Regions from separate parts of the Mus musculus genome. Here region 1 is linked to region 2. A link is a contact called in public Micro-C data. All regions are on one chromosome and are shown on one strand. Each heading gives the region's core, a stretch centred on a gene start, on an enhancer-like site or on the middle of the called end of the contact. The rest is flanking DNA. Distances are from core to core; before and after follow the strand shown. Region 1 has its middle 20 kb from the start of Vim. Region 2 overlaps Cubn (cubilin (intrinsic factor-cobalamin receptor)).

Region 1 (2,789 bases), core at 267-2,766, 300 kb after region 2:
TGAACATTCTCTGCACCACCTCCAGATAAATTCTCATGCCCTCTGTGATTCATCGATCATGAGTTAGTTTACTGTGAGAATAAAGGCATGGATTGGTTGGAGCTGTCCACGGGTGGTAGATAGGATGAACTGCCTGTGAAACAATGTAATCAGCTCTCGGCAGAATTCATTTCAAAATGTCTCTCCCCTTGGGCTGTGACAGAATCAGGCAGTTTTTGTTCCAACTGCCATGAGCTTCAGCAAATCATTCTTCATGTTCTCCATTGTCATGTTCTCCACTGTCACCTTTAAGCCCAAGTCACATTCACCTGCTTTTGCTTTCAGACCGGCAGAGCCCAAGGGAAGCAAGAGGTCATCCATATAGTTCTAGTGTGTTCTAGAAAGAACTGGATACAGTCAAATAATCGGGAAGAATTACAGCATATCTATGTATATGCATGCATGAATCTGTATCCACACATGTATGAAGACGATGTCATGAAAGTGATCACTCTGTATGCTCAACTAAGCTAAATAGTAAAGGAAAAAAAAAAAAAGAATTGGGTGTGGTTAAGTCTGTGCCTGGCCTTCAGGCCATGGGATCATGACATTCTTCAGTTTGACTGTAAGTGCTCTTGACAATACTATAGTGATGAGATTTTACTTTCTCTGCCAAAGTCAACAGCAGACAGGAAATGTTCGAGGTAAACAAAATTTCATAGAAAGAACGCTTTATGAGGAAGACTAAGAGGTGAGTTACATCAAAGCTACTCAAAAGACCTTGATGAATGGCCCTTCATTTAATAGGTCATGTGATACATATGATCCAAAAGTAACTAATCTGAGGGTCATAAACAGAGACTCTTCTTAATCATTCTCTCTTTGCAAAACGTTAAACACCCACTGTGGTCCTATGTAGTCCCCTGTCTGTTCCTCTGCAGCTCTTTTCTCTGTCATTGGCACTTTATCTAATAAGTGTTTCCTTTATTAATTAAGGTTGTTATGTAACAGTTCCATGCATGTATAGAATTCTATTCACTCTCTTCTATATACCTTGTGTTGATTCTCTCACATTTCAATCAATCTCTCTTTCTTCGTCTTGATCAATCTCTTTCCCAGAATCATGACTTTTTGGGTTTGTTTTGCTTTCTTTTCGAGTCTTTGCCCCATTTAGTTAATCAGGGCTACTTGTGTGCCCACTGGCTTGGAACCGTTCACTGGAGGAGTCATCATGGAAGACAATGCCTCCTCCTCTCCCCAACTCTATCAGTAGCAAATAACTTAGCAGTGAGGGGTGATGTCCCCTGAGCCTCACTCCCAGTCATACCTAGGTAATCTTTCATACAACAAATAGAATTTTTAATTTTCCTTAGAAGACCTGAGAAGCCACCACTAAAGCAGTAGTGGAGGTAGACAGCTGAGGTCTGCAGGCCAAAGCTGATGGTGGTAAGGCAGGCATAGAGTAGACGTTGTTTCCTAGCCTGAGGCTGGGGCCATCTGCTATCTCTTAACTGTTAGAATCCAGGGAGCCACCATGATCATAATAACTGCAGGGCTGGAAGGACATTTAAAGCCACTGACTCACAGGAAGCTGGGGATGTCAGTTATATACCCTGACTTCTTTAGGAAAGAAATATACTCAGCCATCAAGAGTGCTTCTTAACTCCTACAAGCAGAGGCAGGAGTGGAAGAGGCAAAAAAGGCTGGTAGCAATTTGGTCACACGAAGTTGCTTACCCTTTGATGAGTTCTCACCCTTGAGCTGATTTTCAGGTTCAGAACCCAGCAGGTAGTGTCCAGGAAAAGGCTTAAACTGTCACAACCCTAGGTCCTGGGTTCTAATACCTTCTGCCAAGGTGACTCAGTGATGGAAACCATTTCCTGAAATAACTGTGTGGAAGCCCAAATCTTCTGAAGATTCTTGGACACCAGGTCTTTCAGTTATTTTCACTTTTCAGACTGTGCCTCCAGAAAGAAAAAATCCTTTATCTTTTAGTTCTTCTGATGGCCTCTCTCTTCATTTCTCAACACCCCAAAGTTTCAAAATCGTCATTGTCTTTTAAAGTTATTTTTAACTTAAGTAAAATATAATACTATTAGTTCTCCCATCTCTCCTGTGTCCTACCTGTCTGTGTCGATCTCTGTCCCTCTCAACCTCACAGGCTTCCTCTTCTTGAACCATTATTGATAAATTATCTTTTTCTTTTAATGCTTCCTCATACAAGTAACTGTTCTTGACCTCATTACTATCTGTCCCTTTGCTCCATCTTTCTTTTTCTCAAAACGACATTTGCTGTAACACACTCATTTCAACCTGCTATTGCAACCTTATGTATTGGGTCACTTGACAGTTTTTGTGGCCTCCCTAGAATGTAATTGCCTGAGTTCAGGAGTCCCCTTTGTTTGTTCATTGGTCTGTCCCCAGAATCTGCAAATACTGCTTGATCAGTATCAAATAAGAAACTCCATTCAAAGGCAGGCCATACATTCATGCTCTAAAGGAAGTTCCTGAAATTGAAAATGGGCATAGAAAAAAAGCTACCCTATGACCCACACAATCCTCAATCAGTCAAGCATTTGTAATCCCCACTTCATAGATAGGAAAACTGAGGTTTACAGATGGCAATAATTAAGCAATATTGACAAGGCCATCCAGATAGCAAATCAGGAAATAGAGATATAAGTCCACTTCCAAAGTGTGGACTGTAGAAGCCTAATGAAAAGGAAAACAGAAATTAATAATAATAGTAGTAATAATAATAATAATAATAATAATAATAATAATAAAAACCCTCTACCTTGTAATGGGTT
Region 2 (3,106 bases), core at 414-2,913:
GAGATTCTTGAACATCCCCAGCTCAGTCTAGCTTCCCAGCTATTGCATCTGCCTTCCTTTGCCCAGACCACCCTTGCTGGTATTCATGGAGTCTGTTGAGGTCTCTCTTCCTCTATCATCCACCAGCAATGCCTTCCCTAAAGTGAACACTGCCCACATCCCCTGACTCCTTTCCTCAGGACAAGTATTACTGTCAACATGTTACACATTTAACTTGCCAATTCTATTGCCTTTCCTTCTAAAATGAATACAACATTCCACAGAAGCACAGAATTTTATTCTGTTCCGCCATATCGCCCCAGACCTTAAGAGTGTGTAATGCATAAACCATGCTTACTCGCTTCTTGGTAAGTGCTTTGACCCTTCCCTATGACCCACATGCCTTGGTTTGTTTTATGTTGCTGTACCAGAGTACCATAGACCATGTCATTTATACACAAGTAAGTTAATTGTGATATTTCTGAGGATTGAGGAACATTCAGAATTCAAGGGGCAGACTTTGATGAGGGCCTTCTTGCCTTCTAACATATGAGCATCCTAAGAAGATCATCAGGAGCATGCCAGCTCGGCAATCTCTTCCTCTCCTGGGGTGATACTATTCACCCCATGATAGGAACCCCACTCTCATGACTTCATCTAACCCCAGTTATACCTCAAAGCCCCCCATACCTTTAGCATATGGATATAAGGTTTACATTTCTACCACAGGTACTTGAGTGATATGTACACACCACAGCATCACCCTTCCCTAAAATATTCTCCCTGAGTCTACTCTATCTCAATAAACAGCTCAAGTCTAAATTCCAGTCATACTCAACTCTCCCATTCCCATGATAAGCATCCCCACTTTGTTCCACTTTCGAAATATATTGTATCAATGCCATGTGACACAGTTTCTTCAGAACATGGCTCACAGATCAATTGCACAGAGCACTCACAGAGTTCTGCACCGTAGTGCCCAGGTGTTTGATGACCTAGAGTATGTGTCTATTCTTCCTACAAAACTATACCTTGTACCCAATGCAGAACTTGCAAGCCCTGGTCAATGCTGTTGCTTCTCTCCCTTCCCAGTGCTTGCTGCCTCTGACAGTCTCCTCCCTTGGAGACATAGTCTTTCTTGAAGGACTGATAATCCCTAGTCATAGACCTTTTACTCAAATGTCACCTCCCCTGAGAGTCTAATCCCACACAGTGGGGCCCTCCTCCAATACCATCTTGTTTTATTTTACTGTGATGAAACTCAATCAATGTAATGCTTATTTACTTTGATTGGGCGCCCCCTCTGCACAAGTGTGAGTTTCACAGGAAGAGAAACGGAGTTATGCTCAGAAGTGTCTCTAGCATCCAGAACTACTGATGGCTTTCACAGATTTTTACAAACACCCAAAGAAATAGTGAGGATTTGTATATCCCTCAAACACTTTACTAAAAAATAAATAAATAAATAAATAAATTAATATAGTATGTTTTCATTTTTATGTCTATGTTGTTAATTTTTATTGTACTTTAATAATGATTTTCTGTGTTTCTGTAGCCCTGAATATGAGTTCATAACAGAACCACATTAGATCAGAAATCTCAGAGTAGTGTGGCCACTGATGTTATAAAATGAACATGATAAATTTCAAAATTAAAAAATGAAACAAAACTGACCACTAGATGGTGCTGTCTCTTCTATATGAATTCACGAGGAGCACAGAAAAGTGAAGTTCTGTAGTCAAACACCCTCACTTTATAGAGAAGAGTTGCCAAGTTAAAGACAACATACTTTTTCTGCTAAGTGAGGTTTCATTACAACCACTGTGGTCTATACAAGCTTTCACTTGTATCATGTACCTGGCTTGTGTTGGGTAGTGTGTATATGGAGAGACATAAGAGCATTTATGTACCTTCAAGGTGCTCATAAAATAGTGAGAAGAAAGAGCTAAATATAAACGTATGTGCGCGCATGTGCGTGTGTGTGTGTGTGTGTGTGTCTGTGTGTGTGTTGCTGTTTACAGATATATCTACAAATATGCATGGAAAAATATAAAAAAGAAACCAAAGAAAAGAAAAGGTAATTCTGTCAAATAATATCAAGGAGATTCATACTATAAAAGAGAGAGAGAGTCGGGGAAGACCACCCAGTTCATGCCGAGGAGCCTGGGTCTTACTTTACAAGACCAACGTCAGTTAGAGACTGGTAGATGTGAGGGGCAGGACAAGGACAAGCTAGGGCTGGGTAGAAGGTGGCCCTGTGCTGGTACTATATTCATCCAACCACATTAAAGTAAGAGTTAGCGTAACTGATTGGAATATATAGTTACAAACTGCATGACTACTAGCCTCCTGTATGATCAAACCTGAAATTATTTCTCTGTTCTGTTCCTTGCCAACACCAAATCTCTTGCTGTGGGTAGACCCTGAACAACACTGGAGCAGGGACTGCATGTCTGTGGTGAGTTAGTGTCTGAACACTAACTCAGGCACACCTTGCCTTCTAGAAGCCTTGTTTCTTGGTGTCACTGTGACAAAATGCCTATAATAGTCAACTCAAGATATACTTTGTCTCTAGGACTCAGTCTTTGCACGACTAATCTCTATAGCAACACAGTTATAGAGCTTTGTTGTTCTAGGACTGTGTTAAGGTCATGACAGAAGGACACACAGGGGGTGGGGGTTATATACTTCACAGAAGCACTGATGCAGATAGAAAAGAGTGGTTGGGACTCAGGTATCTTTCAAACGGCAGTGTCCTCAGTAACCTACCTTCCTAACTGACTCCCATGCTACCAACCATGTCTTCTTAACGGCTGTGCTTTGGTGGGTCATGTAAGATTCAAAGTATCACAGTAATAATTATTTACTCTTTATGCATTTTTAAATGTTTGAGCTAATATCTATAATGAGGTAGACTGAAATTCACACTTATTTAATGAATAACTAAGTACATGAATGCTTAGTGGCAGTGCTATCTCCTAACCAATGCACCTAGGGTCTGCTGATGTTGTCCCTAAAGAGGCACACACCCTTCCCCAGTGCCTGATAATATGCAGAAGGGTTAAGCCCAGTGAGTTATTACAAGGGCTCCCAGAAAGCTCTAGGGAATGTTTTTATGCAAGTTTGA

The links. A called contact is a pair of places that touch in the nucleus more often than the background predicts.
Region 1: a contact with region 2 is called in a Micro-C map of the HL-1 cell line, with 4 times the contacts expected there. The contact joins two enhancer-like sites. A contact is called at or near these places in 9 of 15 datasets of contacts at CTCF or cohesin (CD8 T cells, the G1E-ER4 cell line, the NIH/3T3 cell line and 4 more), 258 of 484 Hi-C or Micro-C datasets (2-cell-like embryonic stem cells, the 3T3-L1 cell line, the 63-12 cell line and 132 more) and 18 of 115 datasets of contacts at active chromatin or transcription factors (CD8 T cells, the HPC-7 cell line, the NIH/3T3 cell line and 14 more).

The regions. Positions count from the first base shown.
Region 1 is chr2:13,592,930-13,595,718 of GRCm38.p6, forward strand. No RefSeq gene overlaps it. Among named protein-coding and RNA genes, the nearest start is that of Vim, 20 kb to the left of the region's middle. Within about 2 kb of position 1,517, at least 3 of the 459 cell types and tissues checked have an H3K27ac peak or open chromatin away from gene starts, as enhancers often do. A contact at or near this core is called in the HL-1 cell line, where this site is marked.
Region 2 is chr2:13,289,133-13,292,238 of GRCm38.p6, forward strand. The region is part of intron 60 of Cubn (cubilin (intrinsic factor-cobalamin receptor)); the gene reads right to left. The region is part of intron 2 of Gm13270 (a long non-coding RNA gene); the gene reads left to right. Among named protein-coding and RNA genes, the nearest start is that of Gm13270, 19 kb to the left of the region's middle. Within about 2 kb of position 1,664, at least 11 of the 459 cell types and tissues checked have an H3K27ac peak or open chromatin away from gene starts, as enhancers often do. A contact at or near this core is called in the HL-1 cell line, where this site is marked.